Regions from separate parts of the Mus musculus genome. Here all the other regions are linked to region 1. Evidence: chromatin contacts called from public HiChIP or PLAC-seq and Micro-C data. All regions are on one chromosome and are shown on one strand. Each heading gives the region's core, a stretch centred on a gene start, on an enhancer-like site or on the middle of the called end of the contact. The rest is flanking DNA. Distances are from core to core; before and after follow the strand shown. Region 1 holds the start of Fancc (Fanconi anemia, complementation group C). Region 2 has its middle 25 kb from the start of Gm30999. Region 3 has its middle 8.1 kb from the start of Gm40981. Region 4 overlaps Hsd17b3 (hydroxysteroid (17-beta) dehydrogenase 3). Region 5 holds the start of Fbp2 (fructose bisphosphatase 2). Region 6 holds the start of Cdc14b (CDC14 cell division cycle 14B). Region 7 holds the start of Fbp1 (fructose bisphosphatase 1).

The links. A called contact is a pair of places that touch in the nucleus more often than the background predicts. HiChIP or PLAC-seq counts read pairs in DNA pulled down with a chosen protein or histone mark.
Region 2: a contact with region 1 is called in a Micro-C map of embryonic stem cells, with 3 times the contacts expected there. The contact joins the enhancer-like site here to the promoter of Fancc in region 1. A contact is called at or near these places in 4 of 15 datasets of contacts at CTCF or cohesin (the NIH/3T3 cell line, embryonic stem cells, large pre-B cells and 1 more), 21 of 484 Hi-C or Micro-C datasets (LSK cells, the N1E-115 cell line, adipose-derived mesenchymal stem cells and 11 more), 33 of 115 datasets of contacts at active chromatin or transcription factors (the 230-238 cell line, DN3 thymocytes, the NIH/3T3 cell line and 19 more) and 1 of 9 other capture datasets (embryonic stem cells).
Region 3: an H3K4me3 HiChIP or PLAC-seq map of the 230-238 cell line shows a contact between it and region 1, with 5 times the contacts expected there. The contact joins the enhancer-like site here to the promoter of Fancc in region 1. A contact is called at or near these places in 1 of 15 datasets of contacts at CTCF or cohesin (pro-B cells), 1 of 484 Hi-C or Micro-C datasets (the N1E-115 cell line), 13 of 115 datasets of contacts at active chromatin or transcription factors (the 230-238 cell line, acute myeloid leukemia, bone marrow-derived macrophages and 5 more) and 1 of 9 other capture datasets (embryonic stem cells).
Region 4: an H3K4me3 HiChIP or PLAC-seq map of embryonic limb bud shows a contact between it and region 1, with 6 times the contacts expected there. The contact joins the enhancer-like site here to the promoter of Fancc in region 1. A contact is called at or near these places in 10 of 115 datasets of contacts at active chromatin or transcription factors (bone marrow-derived macrophages, embryonic limb bud, embryonic stem cells and 3 more).
Region 5: a contact with region 1 is called in a FOXA1 HiChIP or PLAC-seq map of pancreatic cancer cells. The contact joins the promoter of Fbp2 here to the promoter of Fancc in region 1. A contact is called at or near these places in 1 of 39 promoter capture datasets (the C10 cell line), 1 of 115 datasets of contacts at active chromatin or transcription factors (pancreatic cancer cells) and 1 of 9 other capture datasets (liver).
Region 6: an H3K27ac HiChIP or PLAC-seq map of microglia shows a contact between it and region 1, with 5 times the contacts expected there. The contact joins the promoter of Cdc14b here to the promoter of Fancc in region 1. A contact is called at or near these places in 2 of 115 datasets of contacts at active chromatin or transcription factors (bone marrow-derived macrophages and microglia).
Region 7: a contact with region 1 is called in an H3K4me3 HiChIP or PLAC-seq map of bone marrow-derived macrophages, with 3 times the contacts expected there. The contact joins the promoter of Fbp1 here to the promoter of Fancc in region 1. A contact is called at or near these places in 5 of 39 promoter capture datasets (the C10 cell line, cranial neural crest, embryonic stem cells and 1 more), 1 of 484 Hi-C or Micro-C datasets (the C10 cell line), 7 of 115 datasets of contacts at active chromatin or transcription factors (the 230-238 cell line, bone marrow-derived macrophages, large pre-B cells and 2 more) and 1 of 9 other capture datasets (liver).

What each region holds. Positions count from the first base shown.
Region 1 is chr13:63,430,408-63,433,231 of GRCm38.p6, forward strand. It overlaps Fancc (Fanconi anemia, complementation group C), which reads right to left and starts at 1,338. Exons shown (of 15, transcript NM_007985.3): 1 at 1,043-1,338.
Region 2 is chr13:64,030,052-64,032,751 of GRCm38.p6, forward strand. No RefSeq gene overlaps it. Among named protein-coding and RNA genes, the nearest start is that of Gm30999, 25 kb to the right of the region's middle. Within about 2 kb of position 1,385, at least 6 of the 459 cell types and tissues checked have an H3K27ac peak or open chromatin away from gene starts, as enhancers often do. A contact at or near this core is called in embryonic stem cells, where this site is marked.
Region 3 is chr13:62,908,319-62,911,203 of GRCm38.p6, forward strand. No RefSeq gene overlaps it. Among named protein-coding and RNA genes, the nearest start is that of Gm40981, 8.1 kb to the right of the region's middle. Within about 2 kb of position 1,268, at least 46 of the 459 cell types and tissues checked have an H3K27ac peak or open chromatin away from gene starts, as enhancers often do. A contact at or near this core is called in the 230-238 cell line, where this site is marked.
Region 4 is chr13:64,064,817-64,067,747 of GRCm38.p6, forward strand. The region is part of intron 6 of Hsd17b3 (hydroxysteroid (17-beta) dehydrogenase 3); the gene reads right to left. Among named protein-coding and RNA genes, the nearest start is that of Gm30999, 10 kb to the left of the region's middle. Within about 2 kb of position 1,610, at least 4 of the 459 cell types and tissues checked have an H3K27ac peak or open chromatin away from gene starts, as enhancers often do. A contact at or near this core is called in embryonic limb bud, where this site is marked.
Region 5 is chr13:62,856,932-62,859,877 of GRCm38.p6, forward strand. It overlaps Fbp2 (fructose bisphosphatase 2), which reads right to left and starts at 1,469. Exons shown (of 7, transcript NM_007994.4): 1 at 1,197-1,469. The coding sequence starts at 1,366.
Region 6 is chr13:64,273,594-64,276,548 of GRCm38.p6, forward strand. Cdc14b (CDC14 cell division cycle 14B) reads right to left here and starts at 1,395. Exons shown (of 14, transcript NM_172587.3): 1 at 998-1,395. The coding sequence starts at 1,157.
Region 7 is chr13:62,887,023-62,890,033 of GRCm38.p6, forward strand. It overlaps Fbp1 (fructose bisphosphatase 1), which reads right to left and starts at 1,260. Exons shown (of 7, transcript NM_019395.3): 1 at 852-1,260. The coding sequence starts at 1,021.

The sequences.
Region 1 (2,824 bases), core at 88-2,587:
GCATAACCCCAAGGGCTTGCAAAGTCAGGTGACCTACAAGCCAAATGTGATGGGTGTGAGGAGAGGCGGGGGACGAATAAGGAGGGAAAGATGGGGCACTCCTGACACCACCTCTGGCCTCTACATACACACACATAACCGCCAGTTGTTCAATTGTGAGCGTTAAATCTGCCATTTGGAAGCACCCTAAAGGCGAGGGCCATCCACAAATAGGTATCTCACGTCGGTCACACCCGCTTAGATTAATTTAATGAGGGATGGGATTTTTCGAATCATCTCATACTAGAGGAAAAGTCCAGGCACACAGAGGTCTTCAATATCATTGGCCTGTTCCAAGATTTTCATCCAGCACCCCCTCCAAGCCCAAGCACCTAAAAACTGTTCCAGTAAGGCAGCAAGACAGCAAGACACAAGCATTAAACACTCTCAGGCCTTGAATGGGCCTCTGGGCCTGTCACTCAAGCAGCTGTGGGAGGGCGATCTTGAGACCCTGAGCAGAGCTGCTCTAATGGATGGCGAGCAATAAGCTTCACCTTTGCCCCAGTCCTTCCAAAAGTACCTGCGGCTACGTTGAAACCAGAGGGAGAGGATTTGCTTAAAACAATAAAAATAAAAATAAATGGGGACGAAGGGTAAAGGACAGATGCCTCTCTACCATCGCCGCGAGCCAAGCTCACCAAGCTTCACCTTGGGCCTTAGACCCCACCCCTCACTGTCGGTCCCGCCCCGCCGGGCTCATCTGCGATGGCGCAGCCCCCCTCCGGCTCCTCTCCCTTGTGGAGCGGCCCCTCTAAGTCGTGCGGGCTCCCGCCGAGATCAGTTTCCGTGTGGTCACGCCCACCGCGTCTGTCGGCCACTGCCAAGCTGGGTTCAACTCCCCGATTAGCCACGCCCCTCACCGTCGGCCTCACCTCCCACCTGGCTCTAGCCCCGCCTCCCGCCAGGCCCCGCCTCCTGCCGGGCTATATCTTCCCCCCCCCCCAACCCCCCACATCCCGCCCCGCCCTCCCGCGGCTCGCACCCGCCCACCGTAGCTTCTCACCGTCCTGCCTCAGCTCCACCGCGCCGCGGGAGCGCGGCTCGCCCACGTTGAGACTCGGGCGCACGTTCTCGCGAGTCTTCTCTGCCCTAGCAGGAAACGGCGGTCTTCCCGGGTGGTCCTCACCCAGAGCTGCCTCAGCAGACTGGGCCGCGGCGGAAAAGAAGCCACCGCCCGGCTTCTGCGGCTTGAAAACTTGGCACAGCCTCACGGAACTTTTTTTGTTTTGACGTGTTTGGAATTTTCCCGCGGCCGCAAGGGAGTGGGGCTGCGCGCGCGCTCGCACGCACGCGCAGTGCACTCTGGGGCCCAGCGCGCTCCCGCGGCATGATGGGAAGATCTGAATCTCTCCTGGAGGAAGTGGGCGACTACGGGCTATAGCTAACTCGCGGCGCCGAGTGAGGGCTTTAGAGAAGAGAGAGCCCTGGAATGTGGTTCTTGAGAGACGGGAGTTGCCAGATAGGTCAAACTCCACATAGGGTTCAAGCCTGCTGGGCCCAACCACAAACGAGTTTTGTCTGTGGTTAGTGATCGCTCCAATCCCTAGTCAGGCCCATGTACTGCTTAGTTCAGGTTCAAATCGGTTCAAAGTTGCATTTACGCCACATAAGTGGAAACTTCTTGTCAAGTGAGACATGGCTTATCTTTTATTCTTGAATTTTTAACATTACATTTGTGTGCATGCCAGGTGAACCTAGAGGTCAGTTTGTGGGAATCAGTTCTCTCACTAATGCAGGTACCCAGTCTTCAACTTGGTGGTAGGAGCTTTTACCTGATGAGCGAGCCATCTTGCCAGCCCTTTCTTAAAGATTTTCAAATTTAGATCTGCATGGTTATTTACAGATGTTTGAATTGGGGAAGAGTCAGGATAACCTTAAACTTTTAGATTTTTTTGGTTTGTTTGTTTGTTTCGAGACAGGGTTTCTCTGTATAGCCCTGGCTGTCCTGGAACTCACTTTGTAGACCAGGCTGGCCTCCAACTCAGAAATCTGCCTGCCTCTGCCTCTGCCTCTGCCTCCCGAGTGCTGGGATTAAAGGCGTGTGCCACCACGCCCGGCTTAAATTTTTTTTTTTAATTAGTGCCTAAGAACCATTCGTTGTAATAAGACCACAACTTAGTGCCTTAAAAATAACATGTAGGGAGGAATATATGCCTGTAATAAATAGCTCTTATTTAAATACTCTGTTGCAGGATATTTGATCATACTGTGAATCCCGAGGTTGTATACTAGAAAAAACTATCTCTACACGTGTGGCTTAGCCCTAGCACACTCCTTTAATCCACGATCTTTCTGTTTATTGTAAATTGAATTTGAAAGAGAAGAATAAAGACTAGCCGAAAGACATTGGGTTGTAGAAAAACAACTGCTGAATTAGATTACCTGTATGCTTTAATTAAGGGAGCGGTGTAACAGATAGCTTAGCCATTAAGAGCACTGGCTGCTCTTCCAGAGAACCTGAGTTTGAGTCACAGCATCCACATGGCAGCTCACAATTATTAGTAACCCCTGTCCAAGGGATCTGATGCCCTCTTCTGGCCTCCTTCGGCACCACACTGCACAAACATTAATAAGTCATAATATCCACACACACAAAATAACAACATCAAAATTTAAAGGGAGACCCCAGGGGAACCTGATCCCAAAGTAACATGCCCTGCTTTATGGGATCAAGTGGCATCAAGCCTTTTAATATGTCATTTTAGTCAAAAAAAAATAGCACGTTTAGTGAGACAAGTGTGAATGACACCTTAGCCCTGAAAAAGCCATATAGTGACAAATTTTA
Region 2 (2,700 bases), core at 135-2,634, 600 kb after region 1:
ACTGCTCTTCCACAGGTCCTGAGTTCAAATCCCAGCAACCACATGGTGGCTCACAACCATCCGTAACGAAATCTGATGCCGTTTTCTGGAGTGTCTGAAGACAGCTATAGTGTATAGTGTATAGACAAATATTTTTAAACAAAGATAAGGCAAGCAGAGTATGGCACACATGCCTTTGATCCCAGCACTCCAGAGCCAGAGGCAGGTGGATCTCTGAGTTCAGACCAGCCTGGTCTACAGATGGAGTTGCAGGCCAGTCAGAACTGACTACATAGAGAAACTTTGTATCAAAAACAACAATAAATAAATAAAACCCAGATAAGGTCATTGGCCCACCAGTCTAACATGAAGCACTGGCTGCTCTTCCAGAGGACCCAGGCCACATGGTGACTCACAACTGTTTTTAACCCCAGTTCTAGTAGCTTCATTGTCCCCTTCTGGTCTCCATAGGGCATCAGGGACACACATAGTAAACAGACCTACATGCAGCAAAACACCCATACACATAATATATTTAAAAGAAATTAATTAGTTAAAATTTAAGTTTTTAAAAAATGACATTTTATGCCTGTGGGAGATGGGATACGTGGCCCCATTAAGTTTGTTCAAAGCTAGGTTAAGGCAAAGGTGTTTTCTAGATTCTTTGTTTAAAATGTTGGGATTCAAAGTCCTTTGTTTTAAATCTGTTTCTTGCCCCAGGAGAGCAACATCGTTTCTCTTGGATTTTATCTCAAAGGCCCTTGAAATAAGCCAGAGGAAATATCAGGGCAGGGGAAGAAAGCAAAGAAAAATTGTTTCCTAGTAGTACCCACCACAAATTCATCACTCATCCCAAACTTCTGGGAATAGAGGTTATTCAGGTCCTGGGTCATCTTGACTGACCGGCAGCAAGAGATGATGAGTAGGCAATAACCCACACATGGTGACTAGACTTTGACTCCTGGCAGAGGCCCAAGTGGCAGAACAGGATCTGTAACAGTCTCCAGTCTAAAAGCCTCAGTAGGGAGTTGCTAAGGCTTCTGGGACCACCATGGGCTGTGATTTAAACCACCTTTCCCAATAAAGGCATATGAGACATTGAAACAAAATTTCTTTACCTGTTACAAAGCACAAAAAAAAAAAAAAAAAAAAAAATCTGATGCTTATCAGGCCAAGCCTAAGTGAAGGCAGAGATTGCTGGATTCTAAGCCCTTCTGCCCTGGAGGTGTTAACAGAACTTGGCACATCTGAGCTTCAATTTTCACAACCTCCTGGAGCATCTAGGCAAAAGATAGTGATGGCTAGGGACCACCCAAGGTGAGAAACTTAACACAGGCGTCACCCAGAGGCTGCTCCACCCTCCACTCAGGGAATTGAAGGGAAAAAAAGCCACAACCAAACATCCCTGGAGGTGTGGCTTCAGTTCAAAGCATTCCAGGTGGAGAGTGGCCTCAGGTGGCAGAGGTAAGGTAAGTGTAGATGCTTTCCTAAGAATGCTGCCCGGTTCCAACCCTCTACCAACTCCCATCTTATGAAAAATCTTCTAAATATAACTCGTGATACAATGATTGCAAAATACAGTACTTGGGACTGGGGACACGGTGTGGTGGCTGAAGCATTTACCACACTAGTGAGAGGACCAGAGTTTAGGTCCCCAGAACCCACATAAATCCAGAGGGTCTATAAGAGTGCCTGTAATCCTGGCCTCAGAAGGCAGAGACGGGAATCATCTAAGTGGCTGACAAGTAGACCATCCACATTTGTGAGTTCTGGGTTTGACTGAGAGACCCTACTTCAAAGACCAATCAAAAATTCTCACTATCAACCCTGGGTCCCTGTAAACACACACTTGAACACGAATACATATATATGTATTGAGGTTTGGTCTATTGCTATGTATTGTAATGCTAAATTCTATACTGGAAGGTCTGGGCTTACAAGCTTTTGTTGTGCAAACTTTGTTCTTTGATTTAAAACTATTGGTTAAACTGGGCGTGGTGGTGCACGCCTTTAATCCCAGCAAATCGGGAGGCAGAGACAGGCAGATTTCTGAGTTCGAGGCCAGCCTGGTCTACAAAGTGCGTTCCAGGACAGCCAGGGCTACACAGAGAAACCCTGTCTCGAAAAAACCATATAAATAAATAAATAAATAAATAAATAAATAAATAAATAAATAAATAAATAAATCTTTTGGTTAAATAAAATTGGCTACAGTCAATTACTAGAGAGATTAGAGATAGGGGGTTTGGAGTGACCTGGTTGGACAAGGTGGGGCGAGAAAGAAGAATGGGAGGAAAGAGGACGCTGCCGTGAGGGGAGATGGATGAAGAGCACATGGCCAGGAGAAACAGCAAGTACTTGGGGTACACCTCTGGGGAAGTAACCAGGCCAGCAGTTAGAAGAGCAGATTAGGGGTTACCCCCTAGGAATTGTCAAAGACAAATAAAATAACCACAGTCTGAGTCTCATCACTTGTGAGCTAGTCAGGGACAAGCTTAAATTGGCTGTTCTACACATACCACACACATACACATAAAGAGGGAAAAAAGCACCCAAGGAAAATGATGGGTGGGAAGCCCTGCAAAGGATGAGCCCTACCTGCAAGGCAGGTAGGCATGCAACATAGTCACTGGCAGTGATAGAAAAGCATCCTCTAGCCCAGGGATTCTCAGTCTCCTTAATGCTGCAACCTTTTAATACAGTTCTTCATGTTGTGATGAC
Region 3 (2,885 bases), core at 18-2,517, 520 kb before region 1:
TCCTTGAAAAGAGCAGCTGATGCAACCCTTAACTGACCTGGGGCCCTTGACCCCTCTGTGACGTTAATACTCCGCTTGAGCATTTGGGCAACATTGCAGATTAAATACAGCCCCAGGTTGTTCAGGCCTCAGTTACCAAGGTCTAGACTCCAACGTCCAGGTAGTCTGCCCCTCCCCACACCCTTTACGCCACAGGGTAAGCACACAGGAGACCTCTGAGCCCACACAAGGAGGCTCTGCTTTGCTGCCTTAACCCAGAAAGAGAAATAAGCTACGGGGAGGCAAACACTCAAGAGAGATTTTCCTCATGATCCCTAATGCACCCCTGGGGGGGTATTGTTGGGGGGGGGGGAGGTAGAACTAGGATTCAACAGGAAGAACTTCCTCCCATATTATACCAAAATGAGGACATCTAGAACTGTCCCATGGCCAAGAGGAAGAAGCCGTAAGGAGAGTGCCCTGCCTCATTTTTACCAAATCACCTTTGCACAAGAACCACCATACTGGTGTCTTAGAACTTTTTGTGGCTTTTGTGTGTGTTTGTTTCCAGTACTGGGAATTGCACCCAGGACCTTGCACGTACTAAGAAAGCATGCTTCCACTACTCCTTGCCCTGGAGCAATACTTCATGGAAAGCAATGAGATCACTTTTCAAAGCTGTCCCTTTAGCATCTTTCTGTTAGCCTAGAACTTACATCTTGGAGCTGCGTGGGACTCTGAAGGGTCTGTGTGGGGAAACAAAAGAAAATTATCCATAAGCTGGAGAGCTAGAAATATCTCTGTTCAAATGTAGACTTTGTCACTTACGAGCAGTGTGATCAAGGGCAAGATGCTCATCCACCAGACCTCAGTTTCATCATTTGCAAGACAGAAGTCTACATTCTGCAAAGGCTTGATGCAATGGCTTATGGGAGCTAATGTGTTTAGAATAGTTACAGTAGCTCAGAACACCCTCCCCTAGGAAACAGTAGCTGGTGCTATTAACTCTCATGATTGTTAAGTACACAAGAATTTTGTAACACAATTTTTCTCTAAATGTTGTTCATTTTAAATGCTGATGTGAACGTCAGTCTGACTCACACTATGCATCCTCTGTGCTTTGTGAGAGATTCCCTGGTAAGCTATGGTGAAGTCAAAACCGGATCAGTAACCAGGCTGGGGATGTCTGTAGCTCGGCTGCTAGAGTGCTTGCCTGATACTCACAAAGCCCTGGCTTCAGTCCCCATCTCTAGCACACACACAGTAATCTCAACACTCAGAAGGTAGAGCCAGGAAATCAGTTCAAAGACATCCTTGGCTGCATAGCCAGTTCAAGGCCAGCCTAGAATACATGAGATCCTGTCGCAAAAGATAAGGAAGAGGAGGAAGAAAGGGAAGAGAGACATTGCATACAAATATCAAGAAGAAAAATTAAAATTTTCCTTTCCAATTGAGTTGGGGGGGTTGCTCTTTCAGCAAATACCTCCATTCCCAGATGAATGAGAGACTGGGATCGTCTCTGAAACCCAGTGTGACAATGTTGATGTTTGTACATTCTACAGTTCCAGGAAGCTCAAGGGATGGTGCAATATATATTTCCAAGAAGAGCACACTGTGCAGAACATCTGCGCTTCAGATAATATGCATCCCAGTGAGGCGGGTGGCTCTTCACAGAGCAGCTTCTGAGCTCATCATTCGTTGTAAATTTATGCCTCACACTTAGAGCTGGTGGGGGGGCTGGAAGCAGAAAATAGAGGTGCTGTTGCTATTTTAAGCATGGGGGAAACGGAGAAATCAAGACACTGACCCAGAACTGCTCCATGCAAATCAGGGTTGCTTGGCTGTGCACTCAGAACCCCATCTCTTATCATAGATCTGCTCTAGGAAAAACAAAATCCACATCTTTCCATGCCTTCTAAACCTCCACCAAAGAGGGGCTGCACCAAGCTTACTTTTTTGACCCAACAGTTTGCAGGAAGAGAGAAAGATGCTGTATGCGAAATTCAGAGAAAGTAGCATATGCATCCATAATCCTAGCAATCCTCCAGGGAGACAGGAAGTGAAGACAGGAGAGTACCCAGAGCTCCTCTGGTCAGCTAACCTAGTACACGCAGTATGAACAAGACAGACCCTGTTAAACAATGTGGAACTAATACCCATCTTGTCCTCTGACCTAGGCACACATGTCATGGCATGCACACGCACCCCTCATACAAGAGCGGGAGGGTGGGGTAGATTTTAAGTCTTACAATAAAGCTTCTCAAACTTTAAACTTCATTATCCACACAGGGCTCCTGGGATCTTGTCATGCGGGTTATAAATCAGTAGGTCTGAGATTCTTCAGGTCTAGCCGACTCAGAAGGGCTGCAGCTTCATGGACCATCCTCTGAGTAGCAAGGTCTAAACTTGCCCGTATCATGCCCCTGTCCCAGTCCCATCCCAAGCAGAGTGGAGCTCATGTAAAGAACGAGGGCAGAATGTCTTAACCTGAGGACTCTGCCCTAGACAACAGGGCACTTACTCAGGGATTGGTGTTTGTTTTTGGGCTTTCCAGTAAATATTAAGTATTAATAATGGTTGTACCCACTGTGTACTACATCGCAGTGTGATGTTTCAGACACATGTATTCCCAGGGCCTGCCTCTGAAGCTTTCTCTCTCCTATGTCATCCCTATTTCCTGACCCTCTCCTGAAACTAGCTTCTGGGTTTGGGCTTCAATTTCTTCATTATTGAACAGAGGTAGAAATATAACTACATATGAAGATGTAACATCATCCAGTCAGTATAGAAATCAGTATGAAAGTCCCCCCCCCAACCAAACTAAAAACAGATCTGCTATACAACCCTAAAGGAGTCCACATCAGCACACCACAGAGACAATTGCATATCCATGTCTGTTTCAGCTC
Region 4 (2,931 bases), core at 360-2,859, 630 kb after region 1:
GAGACCAACAGCCACAGATAAAATGTGTCCCTGTTTCTGTGTTGCCCAGGGTTCCTGCAGCAGCTTCTAGAGACTCTCCTGCCACTGAACCATCCATCACATGCACCAGGCCTCTATGCCAGGCCCATAGAGTCTCTAAGAGGTCTTCCTATGGCTGGGGGGCAGGGGGAGACTGTAGTGAGGAAGACTCACACCTCTGTAAAAACTGCCTCTGCCTCTGAGGGAAAAGAGAGAAGGATGAGAGGTTAGACTGAGTGGTATGCACTCCAGGGCACCACTTTCATCTTGTTGGACACACTTGATCATCCTCAATGTCTCCCACAGGAGCTCTCTTAGCCTTACTGGGCAAACTATCTGTTATGCAGACACCACTGTGCAGCATCCGTCCCTGCCCCAAAGTTCCCAGTATTTAGCGTCTGTGGTGGTTAATCTTCATACTCAGTTTGACAGGCTCTGAAGTCACCTAAATATACATATCTGGGTACATCTATGAGTGTTTCCAGAAATGTGTAACTGACAAAGGCAGACCCTGAGAATGTGGCACCATCCCCCCGCTGGAGTCCTGAACTGAATAAAAAGGAGAGAGGGAACTTAGACACCGGCACTCCTCTCTTTCTGCCCCTTACTTTGGACACAACATGACCAGCTGTGTCATGCTCCCTCCATGCTGCTTTCCTGGGACTAATGCACTGTGCCCTCCTTCACCACCATAATGGATGACAGCCAAAGGAATCCTTCCTTCTGTCAAGTTGCTTCTATCGTGTGTGTGTGTGTGTGTGTGTGTGCATATGTGTAGGTATGTGTGTATGTGTGTGTATGTATGTGTGCATGTGTGTATATGTATGCATGTGTGTATGTGTATGTATGTGTGTAAGTGTATGTGCATGTGTGTATGTGTACATGTGTGTGCACATGTGTATATATGTGTGTGTGTGTGTGTGCATGTATGTATTTGTATACATGCATGTATGTGTGTCTATGTGTATATGTGTGTGGATGTTTGTGCATGTGTTGATGTGTGTGTATGCACGTGTGTATATGTGGATGTGGATGTGTGGATGTATGTGTGTGTATGTGTGTGTATGTGGATATGTGTGTGGGTGTGTGTGTGGATGTGTGTGTGTGTGCACATGTGTATATGTTTATGTGTGTGTGTATGTGTGGATGTGTGTGTGCACATGTATGTGTATATGTGTGTGTGTGGATGTGTGTGTCTGTATGTGTATATGTGTGAGTGTTTGCTCATATACAGAGAAACCAGAGGACACCAGGAGTCTTTCTTATCTTTCTTCACCTTATTCCCTTAAAACAAGGCCTCTCCCTGAACTAAGAGCCCACTTGTTTTTTGCTAGGTTGGAGGCCAGAAGGCGCCAGAAACCCTGTCCCTGCTCCCTGGCACTGTAGTTACAGCCACACTCAACCTTTTTATGTGGGTGCTAGGGATCCAAACATGGGTCTTATCTGCCAAGTCCCCCATTTGCACAGTAACAAGAAAATTAACTCTAAAGTCAACTCTCCCACCTTCCTAGTCCCCCAGACTTTCTCTCCTACCTCTGCCCTTGACCAGCAAGAGCATGTGCTTGCCTATACACACTGCTGCCAGACAACACCCTTGAAATCACTAAGAGTTGTGGGTCATGCTTCCAGCCAGCCAGGCTAACGAGTGCACGGTATATTTAGAAGCTGACTTTTCATTTATTTTCTTTGTTGCTTAGGGAGTTCAGTGTCTATAATAAATAAAACTTTATAAATTCAAATCAAAGCACTTCTGTAGTAAAGGAATCAGAAGGTTATCAAATCCCCTTTGAGGAAATCTAGATGATCAAACAGCCCACGATTGAAAGATCAATGTCTAAAATAATGTAAAACGATTTTAATGATAAGCTTCAACAACAGTTGACCACATAAACCTTAAAGCCACATCAGCTGGGAGCTTTAAAAAGCCACAGATTGCTTAGCATACAAACCCCATGAGCACTCGATAATAACCAAGCAGGAAGCTGTAACATTCCAGTGTGCTGACAGAAAAACAACCAATGATGAACTATTGCCAGGGAGCTTATCCACCTGAAACAACTGCCCGTGGAGAAGGGTGCTAGCCAGCTTTCCCTTTTGATGTTTGAAACCTGGTCCTCCTCAGCCATCTTATGTTCCAGACCCTGAAACTGGACCCCACACTCACCCCATCAACTTGAAATCAGAGTTTCTACCTTGCTGCTCCCTGCAGGTCTATTGACTGCCAAGAGAGATCAGCAAGGCTGCCACATACAGATGTGAACTTCAAGGATGAGCTGAGAGACCAGCTGTGGGGTAAGCATAGGCAGAGAGCTCAGAGCTCACTCATTAGCTGCGCAATGTGGTGGAGGTCCTATGGGCTCAGAGGAAGGGGAAACATTTTGTTCACACTGAAGCTTTAACTCCTCACCATGTCACATGGAACCCGGCTGTGTCCATTCTTAAGCAGTACCAGTTTCTAAACTGTCTTTCCAGGCAGGAGGCCCTCTTTTTCTTCACACAGAGGTATAAATGGACTAGCTTTGAGGGAATCATGGCATAAATGAGTCTGCAATTGACCCAAAGCAAAGGACTCGACAGCTCAATATACCTAAGACATTGCTTCAGCTAATGCTATTTTCATGTCTCTATGTAAAGGGAGGGGCATGGCATGTAAGTGAAGTTAGAGGATGATTTCGGGGTCCTCAGCACCTTCTGTCTTTTGTTTGAGACAAGCTGAGTTCTCCTTGCCTGGGACTTCACCATGTTTGTCATGCTAGTTGACTCACAAGCTTCAGGAGATCTGCCTGTCTCTGCCTCCTGTCTCACCGTCGCTGGAATTATAGGAACATATCATCATACCTGGGGTTGGAATTCAAATCCTCATGCCCGCAAGACAACTAACGGAGCCATCTCCCCAGCTTCTCACTCTAGCAC
Region 5 (2,946 bases), core at 219-2,718, 570 kb before region 1:
AAGGAACGCTGCCAAGAGAGTTGCTGTGGAGCCGAGAGGCCTGCACGGAGGAGGGGTTAAAAGTGTGGGCAAAAGTCCTGAGTGGCCACAGGAAACCGCCCTAATTATAGCAGAGCGGGAACACAGGAGTAGCAAAGACGCTATCTAATGTTACTCGGGGATGATCTTCACACATGCAGGCAACGCCCATTCTGGAAGCATGTTCTTAAAGGCAGAGAGCGCTTGGCCGTTCTTGCCGAATGAAGTAATCACACAGTTAAGGGACAGCACGGGCCGGGGAAAGAGCCAATCAATCATCTTTAATTTGGGTCCTGTTATCTGTTCCTAAACACGTACATAGTAAGCTCTGTGGTGGTTTTATGATTGCAATTATGAAATTAATGCTGTCACAGTTTGGGAATAAAGGCACCACACGATCGAGAATAAACATTTTAAATAGGTGGACTTTGTTGGCTCTTCTTCGAGGGTCCCCCCCCCCCACACACACACACATGTATGTCCCTTCCTTCGACTTCAGAGGGGCCCTTCACTGGAATCAAAATGGAAGTCCAAAGGAAGTGATTTCTTTTCATCATGCCTTAAAACCGTACTCCTGGCTGTGGCCAAGAGCAACTCCAGCATGAACGTGGCCCTGTTTTGCAAAAGAGAACCAAGCAAAGGTGCTCTGCTGTGCCTGCCCCAGCCCAGCCTGTCCAGATTCCTGAACACCACGTGAAGATGGAGAAAACTGAGCCAGGTTCTTTTCATGACAGTCAAGCCCCCTTAACCTGTGTTCTGGTGATTTCTACCCCACAATACTGACAGAGGTCATGACAACTGAACACACCTGTACGGGGTAAAAAAAAAAAAAAAAAAAAAAGGCATCAAAACACATTTTAAAGTCCCATTAAGACTTTGCAAATATAAGTAATGAGAATTCAATATAGGTTTTGAGGCAACAAGCTATAGTGTTACCATTATAATCCCAAGTAACCGGTAGTCACACTTTTCTCTGCAGTTTGTTGCTAAGCAGTTTTTCCCTTTCCTTGCAAAACATGCCAAAGGCTGCTTTATCAAAGCAGGCTTAAAGAATTTAAATGCAGTGTCCTTACGGCACAAAGAGCAAATTAGCTTTGGACCCCGTTTCTAGCACAAGCACCGGTCTGTGGCTTCCACACCCTGGCTTGGGTTGCCTGCGCATGCTCTCCAGGACTTACAGGTTGGCCAGGCCGGCCTTGCGCACTGCGGAAGAGATGGCTTTGATGGCAGTCAGCATCGAGTTGAGCAGCTGGGTGAGTTCTCCGGTCCCTTTGGCCTGTCGCCCCTTTTCCATAACGTAACGGGTCAGGGTCAGCATGTCTGTCTCAAAGGGGCTTCTGTCCGTCATTGTGCAAATGAGATCCCAAAGCCTCCCTTTGCTCCTTGTAGAAATCCTTGCTCTCTCAAGGCAGCAGCCTCACAGCCTACTCGTTGAAGACACACCTGCACTTGACTGTGCCAAAGTCCGAGGGAAATGAACCCCACCCCACGTGACTCAGATAGCCGGACAAGCCCTCAAGGAAACTTCCCTGGCCTCCCTCCCTGACGGTGGCAGCTGCCACAGTGCAAGAAGCAGGCTGTAAATAGTACTGCGCTACAGGGAAGGGCTGGCCTCAATCTCTACACCCAGTTTTGTTTTGTTTGATCCTAAGAAGCCAGGATCAGCCACAGGTGAAAGAAGACTAGCTAATAAAATGACTCACAAATTCCTCCTATGGGAAGCAAGAGGGCTTTCTGCAGCTAGCCGCCACTGTGTGTCATTCTGCACGGTTGAGACTCTCAGATGGCATATTGGCAGATTCTTTATCTGGGGCATAGGTCACATAACAAACTAATGGCAATCCCAGGGTGACTGGAGCAAGAGTTCTTTCAGGCTTGCTTCTATTAAGCATGTGTAACTGGAGGGATGAGGAAGATAATATTACATTCCTAGCAGAGTGTCTAGTCTCAGGGTTGATTTGCCAGTTTCTCTGGATTTTTATTTTTATTTTAAAAACCCTTGATTTGAAAACATACATCAGGACCGCACTGGCTGCTCTTGCAGAGGACCTGGCTTTGGGTCCAAATACCAACTTTTACTCTAGTTCTGGGAAGCTCCAGTGCCCTCTCTGACCTCCAGGATACCAAGCATGTAAGTGGAGCATGTGTAGGAGACAGACACACGAAATGGTCTCATAAAAAGGTGACCCGTCCAGCAGGTCCAGTTATTCGAGGGTCTCGAGGGGACCTCCTCCTAAGAACCAAATGGGGGGTAGAGAGGGACGAGGGCCTTGTGCGAATAACGACACGGAGACCTTCTAGAATGCATCAAAGCCCCCAAATGTATTAGTCAGGCCTGAGGTTTAAATGCACAAGCAAAAGGGGAAGTGCCTTTCAGCAGGAAGGATGGGGCAATAGAATTGCACAAGGAAAAGGGGAAGTACAGATACTTATCAGCGGGAGGGATGGGGCAATACAAGCAAAAGGAGAAGTACTTATCAGTGGGGGAGGGGCAATAGAATTGCACATTCTTAGGCAGTTACACGTGGAAGCAGGAACTTGGCGGTATCAGGGTATCTTGAGGTCAGGACATCCGCGCTGACTTAGGGCTGGAACAATCTGTGGTTGTTCTCGGAGCGGTGTGCCGGTGGCCCGCTTTTGACCCTCTTTTCTTCTCGGGGGAAGAGGCCCAATTCAGAGATCAGGACAATAGTGTTATCTTAATAGCTCCCAACAAAAACGCTTAAAGAAATACTTTTTAAAGGTGACCTAGAATTAACTGCTTAGAGTTGGCCATGCTCTCTGTTACTGTGATATCCTAACTTTCTCTGATGGCAGACAGACCTGGCTCTGGGTCCCAAGCTGGCTACCCAATATGTGGATTAATTTGAGAGTAATGCTCAACATGTAAGACTGTGCTTTCCTCATAAATTCAGACAACAACTGGTG
Region 6 (2,955 bases), core at 145-2,644, 840 kb after region 1:
CCGGGCAAGGGTGTCTCCTCCTTCAGGGTCACACACCGGTAGACCTGGGCAGACACTAGTCAGGGGCTATAGTTAAAACAAGTCCTTCGTCTTCCTCCTTCAAACGCTAAAAAAAAAAACCCTTTCCTCTCCTCTCAGCTTCCTTTAAAAACCGGTCTTACTTTCTAGTTGCCCATTAATCTAGAATATACTTTCTACTAAATTTGTTTGTCTAAACACTTCCTAAATAAATAAATGTCACCAATCGAGAGCCCACCTAGCAAAGTCCAAGTTCAAGTCTTGGAAACCTTTTCTAAAAACCCCACCAAGAGGTGGACACCATCCGCCCCAGAAAACGCGGCACCTTCCTTCAACCGCGCAGGCAGCTATGCAGCTGACAACGCTTTTCCACGTACATCAGTACAACGAAGGCAAAGCTCTGGCTTCTCTATCAACCCCAGCAAACCGAGCGGCTGCCAAAACGGATTTCTTTCGTCTTCAAGAACTGAGACACCAAGAAAAAAAATCACCCTCGAAAGCGGCTATTCTACCCGCTCCGGCTGGCGGGGATTTCTCAAAAGTGACACCTCTGAGCTCTTAGCACGCTTGGTGGTTCAAACGCCATCAACGTGACACCTTTCTGGAGGCACGAGAGGGAGGGCAAAGATCCCTCAGGAGGCCTGAGAGGGCGCGACAGCGTGGGGGGCGGGGGGGGGGTGTCGGACGGCCGGGGGCTCGGGCCGGATCCCACGCGTTGCTAAGGCTCAGCGAGGCTTTGGGCCCTCGGGACAGCAAAGACCAGCGGGACTCAGCAGAGGCTCGGACTCGCGTGGGAACAACCGCGCCGGCTCATCCCGCGATGAGGTGGGTTCGAGGGCAGAGCCGCCCCGCTCCCGAGGCCGGACTCACTTGCAGGAGTGACCCCTCGGCCCATCTCCGGTAAAGTTGCTACCGCGGGCGCACGGGCGACTAGAGGCTCGAGGAGGCGCGAGCCTCGTGGGGGTGTGGCGGGGCTCACCCGTGATGTCCAGGTACAGGTCGTCCTGCTGCTCCAGGCGGTGCAGCTCCTGCGGCGTGGAGCTGCGGCTCTTCTTCACGCCGGGAGAGGAGGACGAGCTGCGGCGTGAGCAGGGGGGCGCGGTGGCCCAAGCCGAGCGCCGCTCGCTCTTACGCTTCATGGAGGCGGTCGCGGCCCGTCAGGGGACCGCGACCATGGCCCGGCAACCCGGCCCGGGTCCTCGCGCTGCGTCTCCCGCCGCCCGCGACCCGGGGGCCCCACAGCGCTGGCCGGTGGCTGGAGCAAAGCGCGCGCTCCCTGGGACGCTGCTGCCGTGGCGTCCGAGCTCAGCGGGCCGCGGCTCCCGGGGACCCCCAGGAGGGATGTTCCGTGGAGCTTCATTCACAAAAAGAAGGGCCCACAACCCTCCTCGGGGCCTACCGGCTCGGGCCGCTCATTGGTCAGTGCGGCGTGACGTCACGCAACTGGAGCCTTCCTACAGGCAGGTACTCGGTGACGCCATAAAGAAAAGTCTGAGCGCTTCCGCCAATCGGGCAGAAAGCGTGCTGGCGACCCCCTTGGTGGGACCCCTCTAACTTTTGTCTCTTGTGTCCAGGTGTTGACGCCTCAGTCCCCAGTTCCTCGAGTGAGTCTCCGAGTTCCTGCACAACCCTACCCTAATAACTCCACTTCGGATCTTTGAGATGGAATTTTTTTCTTTTTTAAGTGTTTCTTGGGTCTCCCCTGTAATTCGCGCCAAGGGAGCCTTGTCATGGCCGCCTGCTAGGAGAGTGTGTAGGCTGCTGAAACGGTCCTCAGCTCTGTGGACGCAAGGCAGAGTGGACCTCAGAACTTAGAAGTTCAGACCAGCGCCGTTTTCCCACCTATCCGATCGGATCGGATCGATAAGGGCTTCTTAGCGTCGGTGAAACCACCTGGAGATGCGATTTACCGCGGTGGTTTGAACCTTCCGACACCTCACCTCGGAACCCAGGAGCGCGCTAGCTCTCGCTGTGGGTAGCCGAGGTGGCCACGGTCCGACTTAGCACGAAGTGTTGGAGCATGTGGCCAGCTGAGCAAACGGCCTTTTCTCCTTTGGGTCTGCAGTGGTACCGCCCCATATTTTGCTACTGGGTTAAAAAGATATCAGATCTTTCTGGAACTTGACCATAGCTGCCATTTTGAAGAGCCCAGCTTCACGGTAGCATCTACTTGGGCGAGGAGACTGGAAGCAGTCGGTAGTCCCAAAGTCCCCATCGGCAGGACTGTAGTCAACAGCGATTTAGTCTGAAAGGGAAGTCAAGAGTCAGAGGGATAAATTTCAGTCCCTCCTCCCCTCCCCCAAAGAACCTCTCAGAAATGCAGATTTCACGAAGTTCCTTCCCCTAGGGAAGGCTTCTTTTGTTTTGAAGCCCTACCTTAAGCCTGCTGCTTCGGAAAAGATAAGATATGGGACTGGCTTTCCTTAGCCAGGGGCCCTTAAGAACCTGCTTGTTCACCTTTCGGGTTTCCATAGGACATCAACGAAGGCCTTACATTTAAAATGTCTGTAGTGTTAGCAAAAACTTTTGCCCAGGAAGAGAAAGTCCTTCACACGGTTCCAAGGACTCACAGTAGAAGGGCCACCAAATGTCACAATCAGAAATTTTATGAAAAGTTTTTTTTTTTTTGGTTTGTTTTTTTTTTTTTTAACCACCACTATAATCCATAGGATTACATGGAAGAAAGTGTTCCACTACACAGCCCAGACTGGGCTGAAAATGGCATCTGCCTCTCCAGTGCTGGGATTCCTGGTGTGAGCCACTGCAGGCACCTTACTGGATTCTCCCTCCCTCTCTCTCTCTCTCTCTCTCTCTCTCTCTCTCTCTCTCTCTCTCTCTCTCTCTCTCTCTCTCTCCCTCTCTCTCTCTCTCTCTCTCTCTCTCTCCCCCCCCTCTCTCTCTTGTGTGTGTGTGTCTAGTATGTTCCTTTTTTTTTTT
Region 7 (3,011 bases), core at 10-2,509, 540 kb before region 1:
TGAGTTCAAGGCCAACTTGGTCTACTCACAGTGAGTTCCAGGACAGTAGAAGCTACATCGTGAGAACCTGTTTCTAACCCTAACCTTACATAGTGGACCTACATAGTGAGACCATGTCTCAATAAATACATAAACTTCTTCTTCATCTTCTTCCTCCTCCTCCCCCTTATCATCATCACCATCATCTACCACAGGGAACTTTTCTTATTCAAGGAGGGTCTGCATAACAAAGTCCCCAGATGGTTCAGGGGAAGGAGATTGGATTCTTGGCTTTATCAAAAGCAGTCTACTACTTCTGCTCTGTCTTTAAGCTCTTAATAATTGGGCAAGATCTGCTCCTAGCATTAATGCAAACAGGGAGAGATTTTGGTGCTCAGGAGGTGAGTCTACAGCTGGCTCCAGAAAGAGGGAGCGCCCGGAATACTGTGTGGCGGCTCCCTTCCAGACTGATAAGTGGTGGGATACTCTTTATGGGGCTTGTCTAGGTTAGGGATGATACTGAATTAGAAGCTGAATTTGGGATTTCAATTTCCAAGGAGAGTAACAGAGGTTAAAAGAGAAATGGGGAGAAAGGCGCAGGTATTGGCACTTTAGAGAGTCCCGGGTGGGCAGCTGGTAAGTCACTCACTTATACCAGGAATCTGGGAGGAGCGAAAAGGAGAGTTGAGACCAGAAGAGATCCGGCAATTGTGCACCAGGAGAAGGGAACGAGGGCTGTGTGCAGCAGAGCAGAATCTTAACTGTCAGATGCGACACTGGCAACCAGACCCATCAGGACCCAGCAGGGGTCCAGAGAAGCAGACCCCAGTCGTTCTAACGGATAAGATGCGGCAGCCAGAGGCCTAACTCACAGCTGTGCGATGCCCGCCTGGCGCACCGCAGACGAGATGGCTTTGATCGCGGTGCAGAGCGAATTCAGCAGCTGGGTCAACTCCCCCGTGCCCTGAGCCTTCCTGCCCTGCTCCATGACGAAGCGGGTCAGGGTGCTGATATCCGTTTCGAAGGGCGCATGGTTCGCCATTGCTGGGGTCTGGCGCAGGTGCTGGCTAAAGGTGCTGACTAAAGGTGCAGGCAGGTGGAGCCCACAGGTGATAGTCACAGCGGGAAGACTGAAAGCCGTTCAGTGTCTGCAGAAACTCAATGAACTTGAGTCCTGGGGGAGCCTATAGTCTCCAGGTCTCCGCCCCCCTGTCCCAGGAAACACCCCCTTGCTCCCTTCCTCTACCAACTGCCATTCTGCCCGCTGGCCAAGGTCCTCCTAGCCTCTCCCTCCCTCCGTTCCATGCACCCTCCCCTAGATGCCAAGCTGACAACGCTACTTCCTCCTCTGTTGCCCCACCGCCCACCTTGCCTCTGGGCTACCTGCATGGTTATCTCCTCCAATGCCCGCTATAACCTGCCAGAGAGGAAGGCATGATGGACTCCTCCTCCCATAACCCTTCCCCCGTCCCACCCACCCACCTGCTTAAAATACTAAGCAAATTCAGGGAGGTTGAGTAACTAGTTCAGGGAAAGCCGCACTTGAGCCTGAGGTGGCTTGGTTTCGATCCCTACCCACTGCTCTTCCTGAACCATCACTGTCTCTTCTGACCCATCTCCTGGGAAATGGATTCTCCCATCCACATCCACTCTGAATCCTTAATTGTTGCCTCCTCCCAGTTTCTAGAGTTGGAGAACTGTTGGGAACCTTAGTTTCTAAGTGTCTTCCGCAGAGAAAACTAATGCAGACACAAACAGCTATTCTCTGAAGTCAGGCTGTTCCGCAGCCAGCGTCCTTACCCGTGCCTGTTCTAGCTGTCACAAGTCATAGGCTGATTTGTAGAACAATTAATTACTGAGCAGGTACTGTGCACCAGGACACCGGCTTTCTTTGAGGTCAGAGCCCAAGGAGTACAAACTCCTGCCCTTCTTGAGTGTAAGATTGACAAGTAACAAAAAGAAACAAAAACATACCATGGATCAGTTTGCTACAGGAGCCACTTTGGCATAGAGAATCATGAAAAGAGAAAGATAAATAGAGAATGCTGGGAAGAGTAAACTGGGGTGTCAGGGAAAAGTTCACTGGGAAAATAATATTTGAGCAAAAAGCTGAAGGATGCAAGAGAAGAACCAGAGTGGACTTGTCTGTGGGACTGGTTAGCCAGCCAGGCTAGTGCAATCAGCTAGCACCAAGCTTATCAGAGACCATCTCTCAAAACAAGGTAGACAGTGCCCAAGGAACAGCGCCCAAGGCTCACATGTGTACCCGACAGCCACACAGACACCAGGAAAGAAAGGAGAAAAGAGAGAGAAGGATGATATTATGACAGATCTCACAAACCATAGCAAAACACTTGTGGGTTCTATTCACAGTGCTGGAAGAACCTGTGGAGGGTTTTAAGCTGGAAAGCTATGACTTGCTCTGTTCTACATGATGAAGGAACAGACTGCAGAAGGTCAAGAGCTGAAGCTGGGAGAGCTAGCAGCGTGCCTTCCATCTAGCCTGTTTGTGTTCCCTGTCTGATGTACAAAGATTGCTATCAAACTGGCTTGAAGCTTCCGGCCCTGCCCTGGGCCCACTGCTCCTTGGCACTCTCTTCCAGGATCACCCTCTCTGGGCACACTGCCTCTTGGCATGCCCTCCACTGCCACCCCCTTTTTCTCAAATTCCTCTTCTTCACCTACCTGCCCCACCCTGTGCTCCAGTGACTCATTTTCTTAAGAAATGACCCTCTCCTCCCTGAAAAAGACAATATTGAACAGTCTGATGGTCACACCAGGGTGGGATGGAGGATGCTGAGCCATAATACAGTAGCAATAATGAGCTCAACAAAGTCCACAGAGATCCCTGAGGCTGAGATGGCCCTCAGGGATCTAAGCTGGCTTCACTGGGGTAGTCAAGATGCTACATACCAGGTTCACATGTCATCCTCTGGGGGCTGCCCTGGGAGGGAACCTGACACAGGAGGGGTGACAGTCTCTGCCTTCAGCACTGTTTAACCCAGCAGTCCCAGAAGCTATAGAAGTTGTTG